Linked DNA regions of Mus musculus: regions 1, 2 and 3 are each linked to region 4. Evidence: chromatin contacts called from public HiCAR-type, HiChIP or PLAC-seq and promoter capture Hi-C data. All regions are on one chromosome and are shown on one strand. The core of a region is the stretch at or near the end of the contact, and the rest is flanking DNA. Distances in the headings are between cores, read along the strand shown.

Region 1 (5,732 bases), core at 278-2,777, 640 kb after region 4:
GATGGGACAGAATCATAGGCATTAAAATCTGGCGAATTCCTTTGTCTGATAGGATTCCCCCCCCCCCACCCCCGTACCTCTTTAAATTTGCTTCCACACAGATCACCAGGAAGGCAAGTAAGAATGCCCCTTCTTAGGGGACAAGGATTTCTAGTAGATGGAAATGGCCGGTTAGCTAAACCTTTTGATGGTTCTATTCTTTCACAACCTCTTCCTCCCCACCCCATCCCCCCCAAAAGAAAAAAGAAATAAAGGAAACACACATTTACAAACAGATCTTAAAATAACAGCCACAAGTCGGGCTCTCTTATCTAGACAGATGCTCTCTGGAAAGCACACTTCTTTTATTACCTGATTGGGGTGGAGGGACAGGAAGATCTTTACTCCACCAGCCCTCGGGATGGGATGGGATGGGATGGGATGGGATGGGATGGGATGGGACAGGATGGGACCGGACGGGACAAGACGGGATGAGAGTCAAGAGGCAATAAGAGCGTAGGGTTGGCAGGGTAACGCTAGGAGCCAGTTTGAAGTAAGAAGTCTCTGCGGAGCCCTGGGTCCGAGCGCCCCAGGACGCCAACTCTCCAGCACTGCCACCCGGGATCCCGTCCTAGCTCCGGTACACCACACCTGGAGGCAGAGACATCCCACTCCACCCCGGCCAGGTGTGGCTTTCTCAGAGCCGGGGGACACTGCGGGCCCAGTGCTGTCCCCACCGGAGCCCATGGCCTCCCCGCACCCGAATCTGCAGCACACTCGTGTGCGAGCGTGCCGCGCCGCCTGCCCTCGCGCCCCGTGTGCCCCCGCGGACCGAAGGCCAACACGCACAAAAAACAAAGTTGTCTCCCGAGCTCCCGTCACTCGCTACTCACCAGGATCGAAGTCGGGCACCGCCGCTTGGTACTGGGGTCCCACCCGCATGCCACCGCCACCTGCGGGGAAGCAGAGCACGGCGGTCAGCGCGGGCGCGGACACGGGCCGGGCGCGGGGGCGGCTGCCACCTACCGTGCTCCTCGTCGCTGGACGAGCCCGAGCTGCCTTCCTCCCAGGAGTTGCTGCCGCTGTTCCCGTTGGGAGCCGCCGCCGCCAAACTTTTATTCTGGCCATTATTGGGGGCGGCGGCGGCCGAGGCGGCGGCGGCGGCCGAGGCGGAGGCGGTGCCGGCCGAGGCGGCGGCTGAGGCGGCGGCCGAGGCGGCCGAGGCGGCGGCCGAGGCTGCGGAGGCCGCCGTGTTCCTCCCTCGCCGCTTCCCTGAGACCTCGGGGCCCTTCTCCACCATGGCCGGCATCGGCGGGGCCCGGGGCCGGGCCAAAGTGACGGGGACCCCGGCTCGCGAGGCGCGGGCGGCGGGCCGCGGGCAGGGGGCGCAGGTGGGCGCCGGGCCGGGCGGGCGAGCGCGCGGGATCCGCTGGCGGGAGTTGGGGCTAGAGGAGGCCCAGACGGGCGGAGCAACGAGCCGCCTCAAGCCCCCGATGCCGAACGGAGCGCAACTTTGGCTCTCATCGCCGCCCGCACTTCGCTGGCTCTAACTACTCCGGGAGCCGCGGGCGGGGGGGAGGGGCGGAGCCTGGGGGGGAGGAGGGCCGCGCACAGCCTAACCCGTCGCTCGCAAGCTCCGCCCCTGCGAGCTTCCATTGGCTCTCACGGGATCCGGGCGGCAAGCAGGGGCATGGTAGGTCTCTGTGCGCGTCCGTCAGGCCACGGGGGCGGGATCACGGGAAGGAGGGGGAAGGTTCTGTGCTTCCGTTGGCCAGGTTGGGTTGACGCGTATCGCCCACTGTACGTGGTTTGAGGTTTGCGATCGCTTTACGCCCCATGATCCATCTCTCGAGGCAACAGCGAGGAGTTAGCCCCCTCCCCCTCCCCAGCGCCCCGCTCCCTCCGCTCGCACCCTGTGGGCCCCGCGCCACCTCCCCCGGGGATCCCGCCGAGCGTCCCATCGGCTTCCCAAAGTGAATGTGCCCGACGCGAGAACAGAAATCGCGGGCAAGGTCGGGACTACTTTCCCCCTCGCGCGGAGGAGTACGCGCACAGTTTGAATGGGTTCTATACAAAGAGGGGAAACTAATTGGAAGAAACTAATTGCGCCCCCGCGTCGCCCAGGGGCGATCGAGATGTACTAGAGCAAGGGAACCTGGGGACGAGGCTCTCAGGTGGCAGTGTCCCCCGAGGGAAGGAAAGCGGTTGTGCCTGGAGACGATGGAGCTCCCCGCTAATTGGGTTGGGGGCCACCGGCTCCCCACGTTGCCTGAGGGGCCGAGGGAGGAGTCGGGATGTTCGGCCGGGGAGGGCCTCGAAGCCGTCGGGGTGAGGGGAGGTGCCGAGTGGCCCCGGGACAGCAGGAGGGACATAGATCGACTAGGGGCCCCACCGCGAGGGGGAAAAAGAAGGAGCTTGAGTCCCCAGCTCGGTAGAAGAGGAGGGTCACTTCCCGAGACCCGGGCCCTTCCCCCAGCCCGCAGGGCTAAGAGCCTGAACGCGGAGGAGTCGGTGACACCCAGCCCTGGGCGTCCTTGTCCCTGGAGTGATCAAGCGAGGGGCCCCGTCACTGCCTGACAGCTGCCTGTGGGGCTGGGTGGGCTGCCCCACCCCCCGCGCCAGCGACCAAACCTGGGGACTATAGGTGAAACCGTTTGCTTTAAATTAAAAATAAATAAATAAAACAGGAGATGGCTATTTTTCGTTTATATTACTTCAGACCTGGGCTTCATATGGGGACAGTTTTTACACCCGCTCAGGATATAAATAGCTACAGAGAGAAAACGAGAGTTTTATGGTTTGAAAGCCCGCATAAATAAGCAGGGGTTTCTCTTCCACGTTTTCTGCCCCGCGAATCATTTTAAACTTCACTGAAGTGACCATGGTCACTTCTAACTGGCCTTCAAGAACAGGGCCCAGAGCCTCCCGGTAGCAGATCCCTGCCCCCACCAAGTTCCTGTTCTTGCTCTTGGACTCCTCTCTGAAGGACACCCCTCTGCTTAGAAAGTCCTGGGCACTGCAGGCATGAGCTCTGGAATAACCGGGTCCAGCTGGCCTGGTCAGCAAATAGACTGCTAAATCAGAGGTGGGATCCAGGGGTGACCTGGGATAGGTACCTGGATGAAGCCGTGACTTCATGACAGATGAACCTGAGCGGCTAGGGGCACTCTGTCCTCTTTCTTCCCTATCTTCCAAGATGTACCACAGACAGATTAACCTACATACAGGAACAAACATGATTTGAGTTCCTTAGTAGGGCAGTTGGGATTGACACAACACAAGGGTCCTTGTCCCTGCCCACTGGACTCCCAAGCTGGAGGCCATTTCCTAGAAAGTACCGCCTCTTTCTAGGGTCATGACCTAAAGAAAGGGAGACCACAGCTTCTAGGGCGGGACTGGCTGGGTAGGGCAAGCCAAGATGCCAGGACTCACAGCTACTATGGTGCACCCAGGGCACCCTGCGTGCCTCACCCTAATCTAGGCCCTGATCCAGGGAGTCCTCCCCACCCCGTGCCCATTGAAATGGAAGGTAGGCTTGGGAAGAAGGAAGCCGAAATCTCTCCTACTGCCAGCGGTACGCTATCAGTCTGACATCTTGCTACATTGTAACTTTGGATGCTTCAGTGACCCTTCCAATTGATTTTTTTTGGGGGGGCGGGTATTATTTGAGACAGATCCTCCCTTTAACTGGGACAGGTCTTAAACTCCTGCCTAGCTGAGGCTGACCTTCAACCCCTGGCCCCTTTGCCACATTACTTGTATGTGCTGCCAGGCCTAGCTTAATCTGTAGTGTTGCTGTTTGTGGGCTTTTTCTTTTCTTTGTTGTTGTTGTTTTGTTGGTTGGTGGGTTGGTTGGGGTTTTTTGTTTTTTTGTTTTTTTTTTTTTTGGTTTGGTTTAGATTGGTTTGGTTTTGGGTGGGTTTTTTGTTGTTTTTTTGGGGGGTTGTTTTGTTTTGTTTTGTTTTGTGGTGTTTTGTTTTGTTTTTCAAGACAGGGTTTCTCTGTATAGCCCTGGCTATCCTGGAATGCACTCTGTAGACCAGGCTGCCCTTGAACTCAGAAATCTGCCTGCCTCTGCCTACCAAGTGCTGGGATTAAAGACACGTGCCACCACACCCAGCTACAGTGTTTTTTTTTTTTTTTTTTTGGAAGATGTTATTATTTATAGTTTTGTGAGGGTGTGTGTCTGTGTGTGTGTGAGGGGGGGGTGGGGGATAATGCCATGCATGGGCAGGTACTTACAGAGCTCAGAAGCAGGTGTCACATCTCCTGGAGTTAAAAACTGTCCCAGCTAGGCTCTAACAACCAAACTCAGTTCATCTGCAAGAGCAATACACAATCTTAACCACTAGGCTAACTCTCCAGTCCCATGGTTGTTTTTTGAGACAAGGTCTCATAACTTACCTAAGGCTAGCCTCAAACTTACTGCAAGCCTTTGGCTTCAGCCACCACCAAGGGAGTGCTGTAACAAAAGCCACTGGCTTTGGGTTTTTTGGTTTTTTTTTTTTTTTTTTCAACAAATAAGCCTCACACACACATACATACAAGTGTCAGACACTGCTTTAGTTTGACCACAAAGTCACATGGATATCAATTGGCCTGCAACCTGTCAGCTTCCTCATTCATAAAAAACAACACTGGTGGGGGTTTTGTGTTTTTTTGTTTGTTTGTTTGTTTGTTTTTCTTTGACAGGGTCTCAGTATTAGCCCTGGCTGACCTGGAGCTCACTATGCAAGCCAAACTGAGTGCTGGCAGTAAAGGCCTGAATCTCCCTGACTGGCTTCCTGGTGGATAGTTTTCCACCTCTCACCTCCTCCAGCCTTGTGTCCCTCCCTCTGCCATAAGGAGGCCCCGACCTGAATGAAAGGAACCCTCTTTTTCATTGCTGTCAGGATGGGGTCCACAAATAACTCTTTGATAGGGAATGTGTAAGCACGCATTGAAATGACACTCCCTACACCAGCATCCCTACCGAGTCAGTGTCTAAGCCATCCTCAGCCCGGACGGACTCCTTTCCTTACACACCTCCACAGCCACTGTGTAAGCGTCTAGGCAAAGATCCACCAAGATCTCAAGATCTGCCTTGAGGAAAGCTGAAGCCCTCAGGCAGGAGTGCTCCTTGAGTCCCCGTCTTACACACCCTCTTCAGACTCTCCCACCCCGCTGCCTCCCTGCACTGCCTCCATGCCTTGAGCCCCACTCCAGGCTGATGTTGGACCAGTGTTTTCAAAACAGACAGTGACTTCCGTGGCCCCTCAGGCTCGGCTCCATTTCTCCACTCTCCTGGCCCACACACTCCTCAGAGGCTAGTCTATACTTGCTTTCTTGATCCCCTCCCATCAGTCTCTCCTCACCCCACCCGTGGATCCTGTCTCCGCCCCTTCTTTCCTGCTGTCCTGTCCAATGACCAATTATTGGTAGCAATGAGCGTTCCAGAAGCAGCTGAACAGACCCAGAAACTCCATTGTCTTTCTGGATGTCCCCACTCTCCCTTGCTCAGCTTCACAGGCCACGCCCCTCAGGCCTCTATGCAGCTCCGCCCCTTCCTTCTAACCTATAATCTGCAGTTCCTTATCTGCACTTTCCTCTTTTGTGGGTCTACAGTCCAGTGGGTGCTCATTAGATGCGATGGGAAAGAGGCTGCGGAGTATAAGCCATTCTGCACACATTGCTGGAGCAAATGCCACTGGGAAAAGGGGATCCCCTGAACAAGTGAATTCCAACTGAGTCGTTGGTTACACGGGGGAAGATCT
Region 2 (5,270 bases), core at 1,418-3,917, 970 kb before region 4:
GAGAACCACCCCTCAACAGGGAACGGACTGGCATCTTCTTACTGCAGGTGGGGCACCAGGAGAGCTTGAGATGCCAGTTGGAACCTGTTGACGTCCACTCTGGATGCCTGTGAGGGTCAGACTGCCCAGCAACATTTGCTCCACTTACCAGGCTCTAAGGCAGTGGTTCTCCACCTTCCTAAGGCTGTGACCCCTTAATATATACAGTTCCTCATGTTGTGGTGACCCCAAACCATGTAAGCATTTTCATTGCTACTTCATAACTAATTTTGCTACTGTCATGAGTCTCGCAACATAAATATATTTAAAGACAGAGATTTGTCGAAGAGTTGTGACCCACAGGCTGAGAACCACTGCTCTAAGTAGATCCTGTTTGCCCAGGTAGTCAAGGCTCTTGAACAGAACACTGCCACCATCTTCCCTAGGTGTAACAGCAGGTCAGCCCCACTGGCGGCCACTCACCACCTTCTGAGGCCTGAGCTTGGCACCGTGTCAGTCGGCCATCAGGTCCAATCAACATCTGTCCCCTCGCAGGTTGAGGGGCTCCTACCACACCAGACTTCAGTGACTCCTGCAGGTGGTTCACGGAACAATCTTCGCTCGATATGTGATCTCTATAGGCCCGAGCCCCTTGGAAAAGGAGCTGCTTGGTTCTTTCTGGGGAGGAAGAGCCTTCCTTAAGATAACTCTCCAAACCGCAAAGCGGTTGCACAGATATCCTATGACCCACAAGGCTCGGAGCCCCCTTTGCCTGTTCCCAGCCACCAGGCTGTGCTCCACTCCGGTGCTCCTCCCATTATTCTATTGTCAGCAGCCACAGCTATTCACTTCACCTGGTTGGTGCCCTCTTTGCACTCCCAGTCCTCCTCCTGTAAGCTTGTCTCAGTGCCAGAGAAAGCTCTGGCTCAGAACCATTCATTCCCAAAAGCAAGTGTCCCAAGGAGGCAGAAAACAGACACGAGTTTAGAACAGCACCTACAACCATTGCCAGGCCAGTGAACAACTTTACTAAAGGGACAATGACAACAACCCCCTGACAAAGACCTCCCAGATGTTCCAGCCCTGCCACCCACCAACCCCGGGTAACTGGCTGCTCACACCTATAACAGTGGATTGCTTCCTTTCGGGCTTCAGGCCCAGGGAGCCCTAAAGGGAAACACTGTTGCGAGTTCTAGAAATACTCACTCCCACGACCCAGGGACCTCTCTGTGACACTGGAAGCAAACAAAAACTCAAAGAGAGTGGCTATTCCCAGCTCAGTTGCCTCCTACTTTAAGACAGAATTACTTAAGTTCAAGGCCAGGCTAAGATACACGGTGAAAGCCTGTCTGAAAAACAAGAAATGGGAAGAGTTCCTGGAGGGGTACTCTTAACACAGGTGGGGCTCAAACCCACATTCCATTATGAGAGCAATTTTCTCCTTAAGGCCTCCTGGTCCAGCAGAGTCCAGAGTGTGGGCTGGGGTTTTGGTAAACTGTGTGTACTATAAAACTCGCTAGAGCCCTGCACCCCTTCCTGACTGGCTGGCTCTGAGTGGCCTGGCAAATGCTCCAACACACAAGTCCTCAGAAGGGTAGAGCCAGGCTGTTAGGTTCCAATTAACACTTAGGCCTTCTTTTCAACTGCATGCTTACATTTAAAAAAAATTAATTTACTTGGCTATTTAGTTACTATGAGTGTGGTCGGAAGACAACTTTCAGGAATTCTCTCCTACTGTATGTTCTTGGGACCTGACTCATGTCCAGGCTTGCATAGACTGCACTTTAACCAGCTGAGGCATTTTCTGGGCCGTGTTTGCATTGTTATTGCTGTTTTAAGACATCTCACCATAAAGCCCATGCCTTTCCCTTCTGAGTGCTGGCGTCAAAAAACAAGCCACGACGCCAGGCCATGTCTAGACTGGGGGGCGTGGGGGGAGGCACACTCTTTGCAGCTCAGTCCTGTCCCTTCACGCATCGCCCCTGCGTCTCAGCACTTGAGTTTGCATTCCCAGAGTACAGAGAGGGAAAGGACAAATACTGGGGCTGCGTAGGGAGTTTGTTTTCCCGCACATTCCAAAGGCGCAGCGGCACCGCTCAAAGTTATACGGCCGCAAACTGCGCCAAGCTACGGTACACTGCGTTACACCTGCCCCAGAAAGCCATCACTGCAAGGCAATGCTCAGCAACATCCATCCGCTACAAAGGCCACTTGCGAGGGCTCAGGGCAGTCTACGCCATCACGCCCACTCGAACCCAGTCCCCGCGTCGGTCCCGCGCTAGGCTAGTCCGCTCGGCAGCACTCGGGTCCGACTCGGATTTCTCCGGGAGCCGCCTGAAGCAGCATCCACCGTGAGCGCTCGGGACGCTCCCGCGGTCTCCCGCTGCCCTGCGCGGCGTAGCGCGCTCTACCCACGGAAGTCCACACTCACCGAAGACCTCGCGTGAGTAGCGCTCGGCGAACACACCGTGGCTCAGCTCTTTCAGGCCCACGTGGACTTTGAGTTGGAGCGGGGCTGCGTCTGCGAACGGGCAGCTCCGCTTGGGCATGGTAGCGGGTACCAGACACAGCCTTCAGCAGCGCGCAGCGCGCCGCGCGCCGAGCACACGTCACGGCGCCCTCGGACCGCGGCGGAGGCCCGAGCCGACGAGGGCGCGGCGCCCAATAGGCCGGAGAAAGGCTGGGGGCTCGCCTCAAACGGGCCCCGCTGCGCGGGATAGGCCGGAGTGACGTCGGGGGCGGGACTTACGCAGTTAACGGCGAGGGATAGGCTGAGGGAGGCAGTGGCTGGAATGCAGGGCGCGGGAAAAGGCCAAGGGCGCTGGCGCGGCGAGGTGAGGTCTGCGCAAGGCGTGGCACGGGATAGGCCGAGGGGGGGGGGGGTTGTGTTGGGGCGGGGCTAGTTTATGTCACAGCTCAGGATAGGCCGGGAACTAAGAGGCGGGGCTCTGGGGTGGGGCGCGGGATTAGCGGGATGCTACGTTGGGGGCGGGACTCGTGTGCTAAGGGGCTCTGCATAAACCAGCACGAGATCGAGGGCGGGGCTCAGCGCGCGAAAAGCCTGAAGGCTCTGTTGTCGCTAAGCAACGGTGATAGGTGATAGGTGAGATATCAGTATCAAACAGTAGGGTGGCGGGTTTTGTCCCAGCTCCTGATCTTAGTGGATACGGGCACCCATCTTCCCCTACGAGTTCCTCTTGTGTTCCCTTAGGTCTGATCTTGGGCAGGGAGCCTGAGGGTTTATGGCGTCACCTGCGGGTCCGCTGGTCAGGATTTAAAAATATTGTGGTGTCTTCTAACATGTTGAACAGGCAAAACAGTGATGCTGAGGGGTTTCTCAGTCCTTCTATTTCTACACAATCGGAACGTCAGTTATTCGGGTGCATTAAGTTTTGTGCTCATCTTGGAGTACAGGAGACCCGGAGTGTACACACAGCACCCGTTAATTCTCCAGACTTTGTAGAATGGAAGTCTCTGATCAAAGTGTCAGGTTCTCTGCAGGCTTCTGTCTTCCAGAATCTACAAATAAAAACTTTTGTGTCCTTACTGGATGTGTGTGTGTGTCCTCATCTCATAATAACACCCAGTACTTTGAATTAAGTTCTGCCCTAAGGACCCTGTTTTAACTCTTTAAGACTATATCCACCAGCCCTGTGTGTTGGCTCACACCTTTAATCCCAGCTCTCAGAAAGCAGAGGCAGGCTGATCTCTGTGAGTTGGAGGCCAGCCTGGGCTAGGTAGAGAGACCCAGTCTCAAAATACCGAACAAAAAACTGTATCCAGATACAATCACACTCTGACTCTTGGGAGTTAGGCCTTCGACATAAAGAAGGAGCACAATTCTAAATAGGACAATAGGGTCCAGTGACTACTGACTGCTGTGCTTCCCCACCCCCACCCCCACCCCCAAATGGTGGTTTCCCCGGTTGTAGAACTGTGCAGAATGGATGATACCTCTGTGTGGAGTCATGCGTTTGTCCCCTACTGCATGGCTTAAATCCAGCGACCTGTCCCAGGAACCACCACTAAGAAGGCTGTTGTTCATGTTAAGATAATGGACTTTTTCCTCCCAGAATCCGCACTTCCTAGTGCAGTCTGTACAAGCGCCATGGGGTTCCACTGGGCCTGACTCCCGTTCTAGTATGAATATGAAGTGTTGAAGGCTCCGTCCTCAGATGACGTCATGATTGAAGGGTAATAAGGTCAGGATGGCTGTGGTTTGTATATGCTGGGCCCAGGGGTTGGCACTATTAGGAGGTGTGGCCTTGTCTGAGTAAGTGTGTCACTGTGGGTGTGGGCTTTATTACCCTAGTCCTAACTGTCTAGAAGCCAATCTTCTCCTCTCTGCCTTTGAATGAAGATGTAGAACTCTCAGCTCTGCCTGCACCATGCCTGCCTGGACGCTGCCATGTTCCTGCCTTGATGATAATGGACTGAACCTCTGAACCTAGAAGCCAGCCCCAATTAAATGTTATCCTTATAAGAGTTGCCTTGGTGGTTGACTGGGCGGTGGTGGCACACCCCTTTAATCCCAGCCTTTGGGAGGCAGAGGCAGGTGGATTTCTGAGTTCGAGGTCAGCCTGGTCTACAGGACACCCAGGGCTACACAGGGAAACCCTGTCTTGAAAACAACCAAAAAAGAAAAAAAGAAAAGATGTGAAAAAGAAAAAAAAAAAGTTGCTTTGGTCATGGTGCCTGTTCACAGCAGTGAGTTTCTGGGTAATCAGCTTCTACGTGAGACCTGGTTGGAGGAAACGCCGCACTCGCACTGAGAGTGTGTCTGACAGTATCCCTTACCACATCTCTGTCCTGTCTCACTCCTTCCTTCGTGATGGCATGCCTCCCACCACGATGCTTCTGCCTCACCACAGACCCCGAATAACGGAGCCAGCCTGGCCATGGACTAAAATCTGTGAAACAGTGATCCAAAATAAATCCTCTCCATTTTTTTTTTCTTTAGATGTTTTGTCATGGAAGTGAAAACACAATATGTCTCCAGAGTGGGGATGGCCTAATGGACCCCAAATGCTGGCACGTCATTCGAGGCCTCTTGATGTCGCAGTGAGCATGGAGCAGAGGCAGTACTAGTAAGACATGTCTCGTTCAGTCTGGAGAAGCTCCTGGGGACAGTGACCAAGTGTCTGGCTAGGATGATGAGGGGCTGTCTGGGCTGCTCTGTCCCTGGAGGCAGGAAGGATACCCTGGCAGCTCTAGAAATGTGTGTGCTCAGATGCTCACTTCTGGGAACCCTGTAATATACAAATCTGTCTTGCATACGCTTGCTGGATATT
Region 3 (5,520 bases), core at 1,706-4,205, 830 kb after region 4:
ATGACAGTTAGTAACTGTGCACATCCTCAAGAACCATTGTTTGTTGGACTTTACTAAAAGCCATCCAGAATATCTAAGATCTTGGGATATGCCAGATATTATATGAATGAACACACACACACACACAGCCCTTGTTTTAGGAAAACTGGTCTGATTATTGATCCTGACTGGCTTATTATGTTATGTGGGCATATAATGTGTTATACAACACTTGATACTTTGTTTTGTGTTTATTTGATTCAGCAATTTTTTTTTTTTGTCTTTGGTTTGTTTGTTTTTCCAGACAGGGTTTCTCTGTGTAGCCCTGGCTGTCTTGGAACTCACTCTGTAGACCAGGCTGGCCTCCAACTCAGAAACCTGCCTGCCTCAGCTTCCCAAGTGCTGGGATTAAAGTCGTGTGCCACCACTGTCCAGCTCAGCAGAAGTTCTTAAGTCCCTCTGGCACCCATTTATAAGCATCAGCTCACTCCCTGCAGGTCTGTAGGATTGCCTCTCCTGGGACAATCGCCTCAGACCTGTCTTTTCAAATGTTTCACTGACAATTCTGAAAGGAGACAGTAGTCCCCAGAGACAGGTCAGGCAGGTAACACTGCCACAGTGACACAACAGAGGCCTTCGAGAACGTTCCAGAAGACGACTGTCTCTCAGGTGCCTTGAAGGTCACAATGAATTGGTCAGGCATTACAAGGCACTTCTGTCTAAGGGAAACGAGGCTTCTTGGAAGGCTAGGACCGCGCACAGCTGTTGGTGGAATTGAAGTGTGTCTATAGGTCAGGAACAGTGAAGATGGGACCAGAGACCCACATTACCCCAGAAGGTGGTCACTGGCTTGTACTTTTGGTCTGCTGTCCCCACAGTGAGCCAGAGCTTGCTATCCTGGTTGTATCAATGAACCCCAAGTGTACCCCGGAATGCTGCCTCTCCTCTCCTGCATTTCCAGCTGGCACCCAGCCTGGCAAATCTAGCTCAGACACTAGCTTTTCAGCATTAGCTGTGTGCTCCCAGAGACCGTTTCCTTTTTCTGAATGTATTCAGTTAGTTACATCTCTAGCTTTTTGTCCTTGACCAGCTATCATCTGGGTCTTGTGTCACTTCCTCCTAGTCCTCAGACTCCTTGGGGGCAGAATCCTTATCTGCTTGGCCTCTGGGTTATCAGGGCACAGTTTAAGCTGGAAGATTATCCTGCACACCAGGCCACAAAGGGGTCCATTCTTTCATTATTTGAATCTGGTTTTCACCATCCCCATCACACCAGCTACCACCAGCAAATCTATCAAGCTAACTTTGATTAAGTTTGCTCTCCTTTGGTGGAAATTATATCACTGCCTCTTTCCAAAGCTGTCATATCAAATTCAAAATTGTGGCCATATTTAGCAAGGTAAGGAGGACACAGCCTTAGAGTACAGCAAGCCGAGACACTGAACCTCTCTTGTGTGGTTTCCCTGGGGTGGCAGCGATGTAGTTCGGTTGATAAGAGTGTTAAACCACAGAGGAACCACACAGTTCAGCCCCAGCACCGCACACACCTCTAGAGGAGGGGAAGGAAGGATTAGCGATTTAAAGTCATGCTCAGCCATGTGTCAGGTCTGCAGCCACCCTGGGAAACAAGACCTAATCTCAGAAAGGAGACAAACCAAAAAGCAAAACATGTCATGTGGCCGCTGACAGCCGTGCCTCTCTGACAATGTATGATAGCGTGCAGACGCTCCGAGCAGGAGCTTCACGGAGGCCGCACCAATGGTGTGTCACGTCTGTCTCAGACTTGCTCCCTAGGGCAGCAGTCTACCAGTGAGGAACCTTAGATAGTGAGCCATCCTTCCTGCAGGCAGAGAAGCCAATGCCCAACGAGGGTCAGTCACCAAGGGTCACTCTTCTAGCAAGTGCTGTCAGGAAGACAGCACGCCTTGAATAGCCAATATCTACCTCAAAACCACTGGAGACCACAGAATTCTATTCTCTGCCCTATTTTTGGTGGAGGCAGCTCTCTCTCCTGGTCTCTCCCCTGAGGTGAGGTGTGTGTTGTCATTTGCAAAAGCCAGCAGGTCTTCTTACGACCGACATAGAGTACCTTCAGTTTCAGGAGCTACCTGGACCCTCCCAGGAGAAGCCAGATTTTAATGGCTACTCTCAAAACAGCCCAAATCTGTGTGAGCTAGGGGGTAAACCCGCCGGGAGGGAGGGAGTTCTGCAGTGCGGCGCCTTCCTGTGCTTCTTTGCTACTGTATTGGACACTGAAGTTTGCCAAAGTCTCCAGCAAAGTTCTCTCCACTCAGGCTCAGTTCTGGGTCAGTGGCTGCGCGTGCCGCCACCGCTTTCCTCTAAATTCACTCAGCTCTGGGTTCCAGCTCCAGAACCGATCAGGAGAAAGTTCTCCCTTGTCACCCCCCACCCCCAAGACGTGACTTATGCTACCCGCTGGCCGTTGAGAATACACTTGGCCTCAGTGTAGAACCTGGCATACTTCTAGCGCCCCATAGATGCTGAAGGAAGGACAAGTTGCTGTAGGGCGGGCCAGGCGCCGAGGGGCTTGGAGCAGGGCTGTGAGCGCAGAGGAGGAAGCAGGACGCCCCGAGGTGGGCCGGGCGCGCAGAGCTGGGCGCACACGACCCAGGCTCCGAACGCGGTCCGCAGCGGCCAGCTCCGGCCCCTCCACCCCGCGCGGCGCCTCACCTGCGGTGTCAGCAGGCGCGGGGCCTCGGCGCCCGGCCCCCGCTGGGCCTGTTGGGCCCCGTCCCGGAGCCGCCGCGCCGCGGCCGGCAGCGTGCTGGGCGGTGGCTGCGCCCGAGTCACCTGCTCCAGAACCCGCCGCAGCTGCTCGGGGTCCAGCGGAGCCAAGCGCACGGCGCCGTGGCTCCGGCCGGGAAGAGTCGAGCCACTGTCGCCGACATTCCCGGACTCCGGTTCCGCGCCTGCCATGGCGGCCTATGGGGGGGGACTCGAACCCGTGTCGTCTGTAGGGGCGGGGCGGAAGTGCGTCACCCGGTAGAGGGCGGAACCTACGCGTGCCCGGCAGGCCAAAACATCTCCATGGCTCCGGGGCTTGTACTAAATTGCTGCCGCCGCCGCTCTGTTAATGTTTCGATCCCCAAGTGTCACTCGCTCCATGCTGATGTCCCGGATCGGATCCTCAGTGGAGGTCTTCGGAGTTCCCGAGTCCCGGGCTTACACTGATCTCTAATCCTCAAATTGAAAAGTCTTCCTAACCCCGCTCGAGAAACTTGGCGTTACAGTCACGCACCACTCACTACTTCTGGTTTTATGCGGTGCCAGGGGCTCGAACCATGGCTTTATGAATTCTAGGACAAAGGTTCAACCAAGTTAAGATTTACAAGGGGGCTTCTCGAGAGGGAGTCAGTTTAAACGTCTGAGCAGTCAGTCAGACATACATGTTGGTGGCTTTCAAGTTACAAAGGGTTACAAGGGTTGCTGGAGGAAACCTTTTCCCCTCTGCAGTAAATGAGTTTAGAGGGCTGCTCAGGGTGACTCTAGAGGATCCTTTCACAGACTGCAGTCTGGTCAGATAAAACTACAGGTCACATTATAATTTATAATCCTCACATATATAAAGTGTAGTCTCGTGAGGTTCCTAGAAAATTGCAAGTTTATACCTGAGAAAAGAAATAGGTAATATATACATAATTTATTGTTGTCTTAACATTATTATTTGGGGGAGGGTGGAGTTCAAGACACGTTTCTCCGTGTAACCCTGCACAGAGTGTCCTAGAACTCCCTCTGTAGACCAGGCTGACCCTGAGTGCTGGAAATGAAGGTGTGTGCCATCATGCCCAGTTTTTAACATTATTATCTTAAGCATTTCTATATAGATGGAATATTCTCTTTATGTTGGCAACCTTCTCAGTAATTGTCAATTATGCATGAGTCCTTGCTTGACACCCTGCTGGCATGAGGCTTCAGCGCGACTCCAGGGTAATGAGCACTTTTCCCTTCCGTGTGTCCGCTCAGTTTTACCCTGCCTCACAATAGGATTATAAAGTTTGCATTTAATTTCATTTTTTGTTTTGTCTTATGTGTATGGGTGTTTTGCCTGGGTCTATGTACACAACTCGTGTTACTGGCAGTCCCCTGGAACAGAGGGATTGCTGTGAGCCACCATGTGGTTGCTGGGAATGGAACCCTGGACTTCTGTAAGAGCAGCCAGTGCTTGGAACCACTGACCCATCTCTCCAGCCCCAAAATGTTTGCATATTTGACATTAGTGCTCCATCTGAAGCCTCCTCAAGTGTTTCTGGGGTGACCCATCCCACAGCTACCTGGCATCTAGAGTGAACATCTCGAGGGCAGGAATGACATATTACCCATTGGGTGCCCAACACAAGCTCTGAGCCAAAGTATACACTCAGGGATGCATGGATGGATGCATGCATTGATGGATGGATGGATGGATGGATGGATGGACAGACAGATGGATGGGTGGGTAAATAGATGGGCAGATGCATCCATCCACCCATGTGTCCACCCTTCTCACATTTCAGTCTGTCCATCCGGCTCCCCAGCCTCAGCCTAACTTCTCTCTGTACTGTAGTGGTTCTGTGTGTCAGCTCTTCGCTGAGTAGCACAGTAGGACCACTGGTCAACACATCCTCATTAAGCCCCTGTTGGGTGGATGAGGGTCCTATCAATCACGAGTCAGTGTGAGATGAGGGAGACGCATAGGAGAGGGACTGGGGACAGCCTGCTGCCAGGGAAGGCTCTGATTATTGCATTTCACCAAAGGATTCTCTTTTTATTTTAAACTATGTATGTATGTGCCTGAGTATATACTATGTGTGTATTATGTGTGCACTTGTGAGCAAGAACATCAGATCATCTGCGGTGGTTATAAGCCACGGTGGGTGCTTGCCTGCGTGCGTGCGATGGGAACTGACCCCAGGTCTGATTATCATCTTTATCATTACTGAAGCCAGTTTCCACCCTGCAGTGTCCTGAGTTACTCCCCTGGCATCTCACTAAGGTTGTCCACGGGTCTTTGTCTCAGTGGAACAACAACAGGCTCCATGTATGGCCTGGAGCTCACATCTGCCAGCCTCAGCCTCCCGAGTGCTGGTGTTACAGGTGTCTGTCACCGTACCCACTTACTTCTTCACTATTTTCTTCCTTTTCTCTTCCCTCCAACCGTAAATTGAGAATTACCCCCATTTTCCAGAATATCGACTCTGTTTTAACAACCTCTTGACTGTGCTGGAGAGAAAAAAACCTTATCATTTGAATTGGAGGATGTGTACATTTCAAATTAACAGACAAAAGATGGGTTACCAGAAGACCGGATTAGAAAATGAATGCTGAATAATACTGGCCAGGCGTGGTGCAGCGGTGCACCTCTGATTCCAGCCTGGAGGTCCTTCTGCCTCCAGTGCCGGGGTTAAAGACAGTCACCACCACGACTAAATTCAAGATAATTTTAATTAATTAATTTTTGTCCTGTTTTATTACATTTTGTTTTTGTGACAGGGTTTCTCTGTGTAGCCCTGGCTGTCCTGGAACTTGCTCTGTAGATGAGGC
Region 4 (5,655 bases), core at 3,065-5,564:
TCCGGGTCAGTAGCGAGGCCCAAGACTGAGATGCCCAGGTCTCCCTGCCAGTAGGCATCATCATCCTGCCTTGTAGGAGGCAGTGGAGGGCTGGGGGGTGGGGGGGTCAGGGCTGTCAGAGCCAGTCCCAAGAATAGCTCTAACAATAGGGCAACATGGGGCGGTGTGTGGGTTGCTGCTGTCACAGAAAATTAGAGGCTGTCGTTGGCTCTTGGGAACAGGAGGAGCCTACAGCAAGCACATTTGGAGCTCCTCCCTGCTGCCTCCCACGGGGGCAGCTTACAGGCTTTACTCAGCCTGCCCCCAAACTATGAAAGTGCCCATGAGCAAGCCACGGCAGAGATGCAGTGTGTACACAAGTCCCTAGGCCTGGGACCCAGAGCGCTCCCTGACACAGGGATGAGACAGGATAGAGTCCGCTGTCACTAAACAGCAAATCACACCATATACTCCTTGCCAGAGGCCACTAGAGATAGAGCGTGTTACAAAACACCAAGCCTACAAAAAAAAACAAAACAAAACAAAACAGAAAAACACCTCACACTGAAGGACCCAGAGAATGAAGATCTGGGGAAGAGCCCAGGAGAGGCAGACATGGGTCATGGGACCAAAACAAGGCAGAGGTGCCTCTGACTACTTTGTAAGGAGGCGCCCCTGCCTGGCTTGGCCCTTACCAAGGCTGGACTGACCCTGCATCAGGGAACTTCAGGTGGAGACCTCCAGGCTTCCCCTTAGGCCACCTCAGCAGACAGCAGGGACACAGAGGTCTGCACAGGACCTGAGGCAGCTAGAGAGCCTGGGCTCCTGCCTGTCAGAGCCTCCCCCGCCCTTGGTACAGAGTGGGGTGGAGAGCAGCCCTGGTTGCCAAGCCTGTTTCTTCTCCAGAAAAGGCGAAATCCCCAGGCCTCAGCAGCGGCTTTTCTGGCTCGCGGCCGACCTTCTCCTGGCTTTCCCATCACCCCGCCTCTACCCTCAGCATCTTCCCTAAAAGGGTCCCTGGCTCTGCAGCATGGGTGCTGGGAGTCTGCAGGAAATGGCTGGGGGTAGGGGATTGCCTATAATCTCCAGCTTGGATCCTGGCCCGTTCTATCATGCAAATCCTGCCTGCACTTGGATGCAGCTGTCAGGGCCCCAGGGCCCCAGTGAGTTCCCATCTTGGCTGGAGAATGGGACCCATCTTCTCTGACCCTGGTCTCCAGCCAGCCTGAGCCAGTCCTCGCTGTGAGCCAAAAGGAACCCTGATGTGACCATTACTGTGGTGTGGCCCTCGGGTACACGGGTTTTCCTGGGTTCCAGATGACCCAGCAGCTCAGCCCCCTACCTGCACCCTAACCAACACCACTGACGCACCTTCAACCTTGAGGGCATCCCAGGCATGGCCCACAGCTTCCCAGGGTGATGGGATATCCAAGAAGACAGCGTCAGCCACGTGGACCACACCGAAGCCACTGCAGCACACATCCTGGGTGTGCACAGTCACCCACTGGCTCAGCCGATGCTCCTGGAATTCCTCCCGGGCCTTGTCCGCCCGTTGCTGGTGGAACTCTACTGTGTGTAGGTGGCCAGTGGGGGCAACGCTGCGGATGATTGCGTGGGATACAGAACCACTGCCCGTGCCTGGCAGGAGAAACAAGAGGGGTTGAGGGGACCCTTGAGGGCCATGCCCACCCATCAACAGCTCCTCCTCTCCAGGAGACATATGAGGGCAGAGACGGTGTCATATCATGAGCTGCGTGTTCTGTTCTTGGCAGCCTCAGTCTTGGGTTTGGGGTGCGGGGGCTGGAGTTGATGGGCTGTGTAGTACTGGCACAGGCAAGGACAGGGCAGCCCTACTCAGCACACACAGAACAAACGGGAAGCACAGACTCAGTGGGGCAGACATGGGGGTGGAGGGTGAGTCTGGGCAGAGCTAATGCTGGGCCTACACTATCCTGGGACCTAATCCCGTCTACACTGCAGTGAGCCCATGGGTCTTGCCTCAGTTGTCTATCTTACTTCCCCCATTAGCTCCTTGACTCAATCCTCTCCACAACACCAGCTCTGCTAAATCCATCTCCATAATAGAAAGCCAACTGCACCACCCTTCTCACAATGTCATCAGTCTGTCAAAAACAGACTTTCCAGGCAGGGGTGGCGCACGCCTTTAATCCCAGCACTTGGGAGGTGAGGTAAAGGCAGGTGGATCTCTGAGTTCGAGGCCAGCCTGATCTACAGAGTGAGTTCCAGGACAGCCAGGGCTACACAGACAAACCCTGACTTGAAAAAGAAAAAAAGCAAACCTCAGCTCAGCTCTTCCTTAGAGGGAGGGCTACCCCTCCTCACCTGACGTCATGGACTCCAGGACCAGGGCTAGCTCTGTCACCACTCATCCTTCTTCTTTTTTTCTTTTCTTTTCTTTTTTTTTTTTTTTTTTTTTTTGGTTTTTCGAGACAGGGTCTCTCTGTGTAGCCCTGGCTGTCCTGGAACTCACTCTGTAGACCAGGAAATCCGCCTGTCTCTGCCTCTCAAGTGCTGGGATTAAAGGTTTGCACCACCACTGCCTGGCTTCTTCTACTCATCCTTATAGCTGCTCCCTCCACAGCTCCAAGTACCCAGGCTTGGTGACCACTTCCAGCAAGGTTCCTCACCAAAGCACTGGTTCCAACCTCCTGCCTGTCCTGTCTTTCAGAGGGCGGAGAAGGGACCGGGTACCACATGGGAGCACAGGATTGTGTTGCCCGAAACAGGGCAAAGGCCTGAGACAGGATAGCATATCCCCTAATGCAAGGTACAAAAGGAGAGCTGTCAGAGCTGACCTGCTATCCGCTCTCTCGCTTCAGAGGGAAAGAATAGAAAGCCAGCAACAACCGGGAGAATGGGAACTCTTGTGACTCTGGACCTCAGCCTCTTAGCCCACAAGAAACACACCACCAAGGATCTAGCCATCTGATCCCCGGGGTCATTCTTGGCAGAGGTGTATGCCTAGATTGCTGCATCCAGTGGCCTCAGTACCTAAGGGTGGGCATGTGAGAGACAGCTAGCTCAGACCCTTCTAGCTACCACCTGGCCTCGTATCAGTGACAGTGCTAATCTTCGATGGAACTAGGGAAGGGCCTGGCTGTAAGTGTGGGACAGACTTCTCTCTGCAATGAGCTCTGGAGTATCCAGCCTCCCTCCAGGAAGGGGCAGCTGGCCTAGAAAAAAAGCAGTCAGCACCTTGGCCAGCATCAAGCAATCCCAGCTCCGACCTCATAGGGCACCTCCTCCTCTTTCTTCTCCAACCCAGGTTAGCTCCCATCAGCTGCCATTTCGATGACAGCAGCTAGTACTGCTTCTGGCTTCACTCCCTGCAGCCACACCCTCCCTTGCAAGCGGAGTTGCTAAATAAAAGCTAGAAGAACCAAGTAGTTCAGCGCACAACTGCAGGAAGGATCGGCTGCAAACCGTCTTATCTGAGCTCATACCAGAGGAGCTCACCTGATTCACAGACCACAGAACCGGGACGCAGCTCCAGCATCATGGTGATCAAGGCAATGTCGGTGGAGTAGAGGATCTGCGTGCGGTGGGGCAGGTTCACTGTCCAGAGCTCAGGAGTGGGGTGCAGCACATACACCCAGCCGCCTCTGCTGCAAATCACCTTGGAGCCAAATGGGCGGCCAATGAGGTCCACCGAGTGCCTCAGGACGCCATGCCGGGTCTGGGTCTGTGCCCCACGCTGCACACGCACTGCTACCATCGAGCCGTGCCCCAGTGACAGGATGGCTGTGTCGCCTTCCTTGATCAGCTCCTCGTATGCCACGAAACTCATGGTGTTAACGTTTGCCAAGGGTCAGGGACCTGGAGAAGTGGTGTGTGGACGTGAGGTCAGAGGACCAGGAGGCAGGATGAAGATCTGTGGTCTGGACAGAGAGGTCTGTGGGGCCTGGGTTCTGAGCAGGGTTAGCGGACTTGCTTAGCCAACCCAACAGAGCTGCACTCTAGCCTAACATATGGAGCCCTTCTGGAGGTCTCTATTCTCGGAGTACACAAGAGAGTGCACAGCGACAGGAGCCCAAGGATTCCCACACATGAAGAACCAGAATCCCCTAGTGTGAAGGCGGCAGCCTCTGATAGCGTGCACAGCAGGGGAGAGAAGCCACCTCCGAGCCCGGAATCCCCGTAGCCCCTTGCCCAGAGTCTCCACGGAGGGCTCCCGACGGCAGGGAAGGCTGGCCTCCCGCCGAACAGCACGGGACCTGCCAGCAAGCCCGGAGCGCCGCTCCCAGCTCGGAAACTCACGCAGCATAAACCGGCTCCCGGCTCCACACGTGGCTCCACGGCGGCCGTAGCACTTCCGGTGCTTTTTGATGACGTCAAACCAACGCAGGGCTCTCTGGGAGTCGCCGCGCTGTCCTTTGCGTGCTCCCAGAGGACCTTTTCTGGCTGGCGTCTCTTCGGCTGTGTTCTTCTGTGCAGGCTTGCACGTTGCCTAAGAGATCCGAGCGCTGTGCGAAATAAAAGTCCCCTGCTCGCCCGCGGCCTGTCCGCGCGCGGCCTTTTAGGGCTGCCCGGTGCACGAAGTGTCTGCCCGCGGGATACGCATGACCCTAAAGAGCACTTTGACAACTATGTAACCCCAGGACCTCCCTACTATGGCCCACCAGGACATTTTTGTCATTGCAAACAGCTCTGAAACACCCTGTCTGGGCTCCAGAATAAATGCCATAAAGTGGAAACGCAGGCAAAGGGATGAGGGTTAGCTCAAAGACTTTGGCTAGGGCTGGGCCGAGTAAAAGGAGTAGAGTTAGTCTGGAGTATTCTGCAAAAGTGGCCCTAGGCCAGGTCCTGCCTGAGGGGGAGGGCACAAAGCGTCCCTTTCCAGGATCCCTGGCATCTTGAGAGCCTATGAAGTGAAGGAAGATTCTTCCTCCGGGTGTGCAGTGGAGAGGGGAGTAGGCAGGCATGGGGCAGAGAGAGTGGAGAGCCTTCCTGCACACCTCAGCTGGTAGAAAAGAAGAGAAGGAAACGTTAGCTATGCAGAACCAGCAGCAGTGACCAGCTTAAGGCTGCACTCTCCATGAAGAGACTTTGACCCAGCCTGCCTTTTCTAGAATCCCGCCAGCCTATAGGGATCCTCTGGGGCCAGGCTAGGCCAACCTGTGATGTCCTTGCCCTAGAAACTCAGGTGCCTGACTTCAGACCTCCTCAAATTTCTGCCCTGATTGACCTTAGTATGATAGCCCTGGAAGGACAGACAGTGAGGGTTTTTCTTGGTCGCCCATGTCTTCAGCTGAGACATCCCAGCCATATCCACAGCCCCACAACCCTTTTCTTTCTTTTTTTCGTCTTTATTGAATAATTTATTTACATTTCAAATGTTTTCCCCTTTCCAGGACTTCCCTTCAGAAACTCCTTATCCCATCCTCCCTGCCCCCACAACCCCTGTTCTAACAGGGTACTTCATTCCCTTGGTGGTGCACAGCCCAATACACATCCTAATTGCCCCTCTGGAGAGTTAGACTTTTCACTTCTCCTGGGAGGTTCCTCTTCCTCAGCTTCTCGGTGGCATGGAGACCAGGCCTGATTACATCCCCACCCAACCTATGAGTTCAACGGGGGGGGGGGGGGGGGCTTGGTTCCACTTGCCCACTGCTGGCTTCTCAGTTCTTCCTGTGTACCTCTTCTACAGTCCATCTT

What was found. Promoter capture Hi-C pulls out the DNA fragments that hold promoters and counts their contacts. HiCAR-type assays count read pairs that join an accessible place to other places. HiChIP or PLAC-seq counts read pairs in DNA pulled down with a chosen protein or histone mark.
Region 1: a contact with region 4 is called in a promoter capture Hi-C map of liver, with 2.2 times the contacts expected there. The contact joins the promoter of Rcor1 here to the promoter of Trmt61a in region 4. A contact is called at or near these places in 1 of 39 promoter capture datasets (liver) and 2 of 115 datasets of contacts at active chromatin or transcription factors (memory CD8 T cells and pancreatic cancer cells).
Region 2: a contact with region 4 is called in a HiCAR-type map of astrocytes, with 3 times the contacts expected there. The contact joins the promoter of Siva1 here to the promoter of Trmt61a in region 4. A contact is called at or near these places in 2 of 39 promoter capture datasets (embryonic stem cells and liver) and 4 of 115 datasets of contacts at active chromatin or transcription factors (astrocytes, embryonic limb bud, embryonic midbrain and 1 more).
Region 3: a contact with region 4 is called in an H3K4me3 HiChIP or PLAC-seq map of bone marrow-derived macrophages, with 3 times the contacts expected there. The contact joins the promoter of Zfp839 here to the promoter of Trmt61a in region 4.

Annotation. Positions count from the first base shown.
Region 1 is chr12:111,035,162-111,040,893 of GRCm38.p6, reverse strand. Rcor1 (REST corepressor 1) reads right to left here and starts at 1,527. Exons shown (of 12, transcript NM_198023.3): 1 at 1,006-1,527; 2 at 873-932. The coding sequence starts at 1,288. It overlaps Gm35846 (a long non-coding RNA gene), which reads right to left. Exons shown (of 5, transcript XR_003950148.1): 5 at 4,149-4,299.
Region 2 is chr12:112,642,225-112,647,494 of GRCm38.p6, reverse strand. It overlaps Siva1 (SIVA1, apoptosis-inducing factor), which reads right to left and starts at 2,667. Exons shown (of 4, transcript NM_013929.2): 1 at 2,411-2,667; 2 at 463-657. The coding sequence starts at 2,528. Gm30101 (a long non-coding RNA gene) reads left to right here and starts at 2,728. Exons shown (of 3, transcript XR_381987.3): 1 at 2,728-2,813; 2 at 4,053-4,181; 3 at 4,940-5,270.
Region 3 is chr12:110,847,714-110,853,233 of GRCm38.p6, reverse strand. It overlaps Zfp839 (zinc finger protein 839), which reads right to left and starts at 2,955. Exons shown (of 7, transcript NM_001199785.1): 1 at 2,671-2,955. The coding sequence starts at 2,916.
Region 4 is chr12:111,676,764-111,682,418 of GRCm38.p6, reverse strand. It overlaps Trmt61a (tRNA methyltransferase 61A), which reads right to left and starts at 4,314. Exons shown (of 4, transcript NM_001099793.1): 1 at 4,258-4,314; 2 at 3,457-3,816; 3 at 1,351-1,617. The coding sequence starts at 3,787.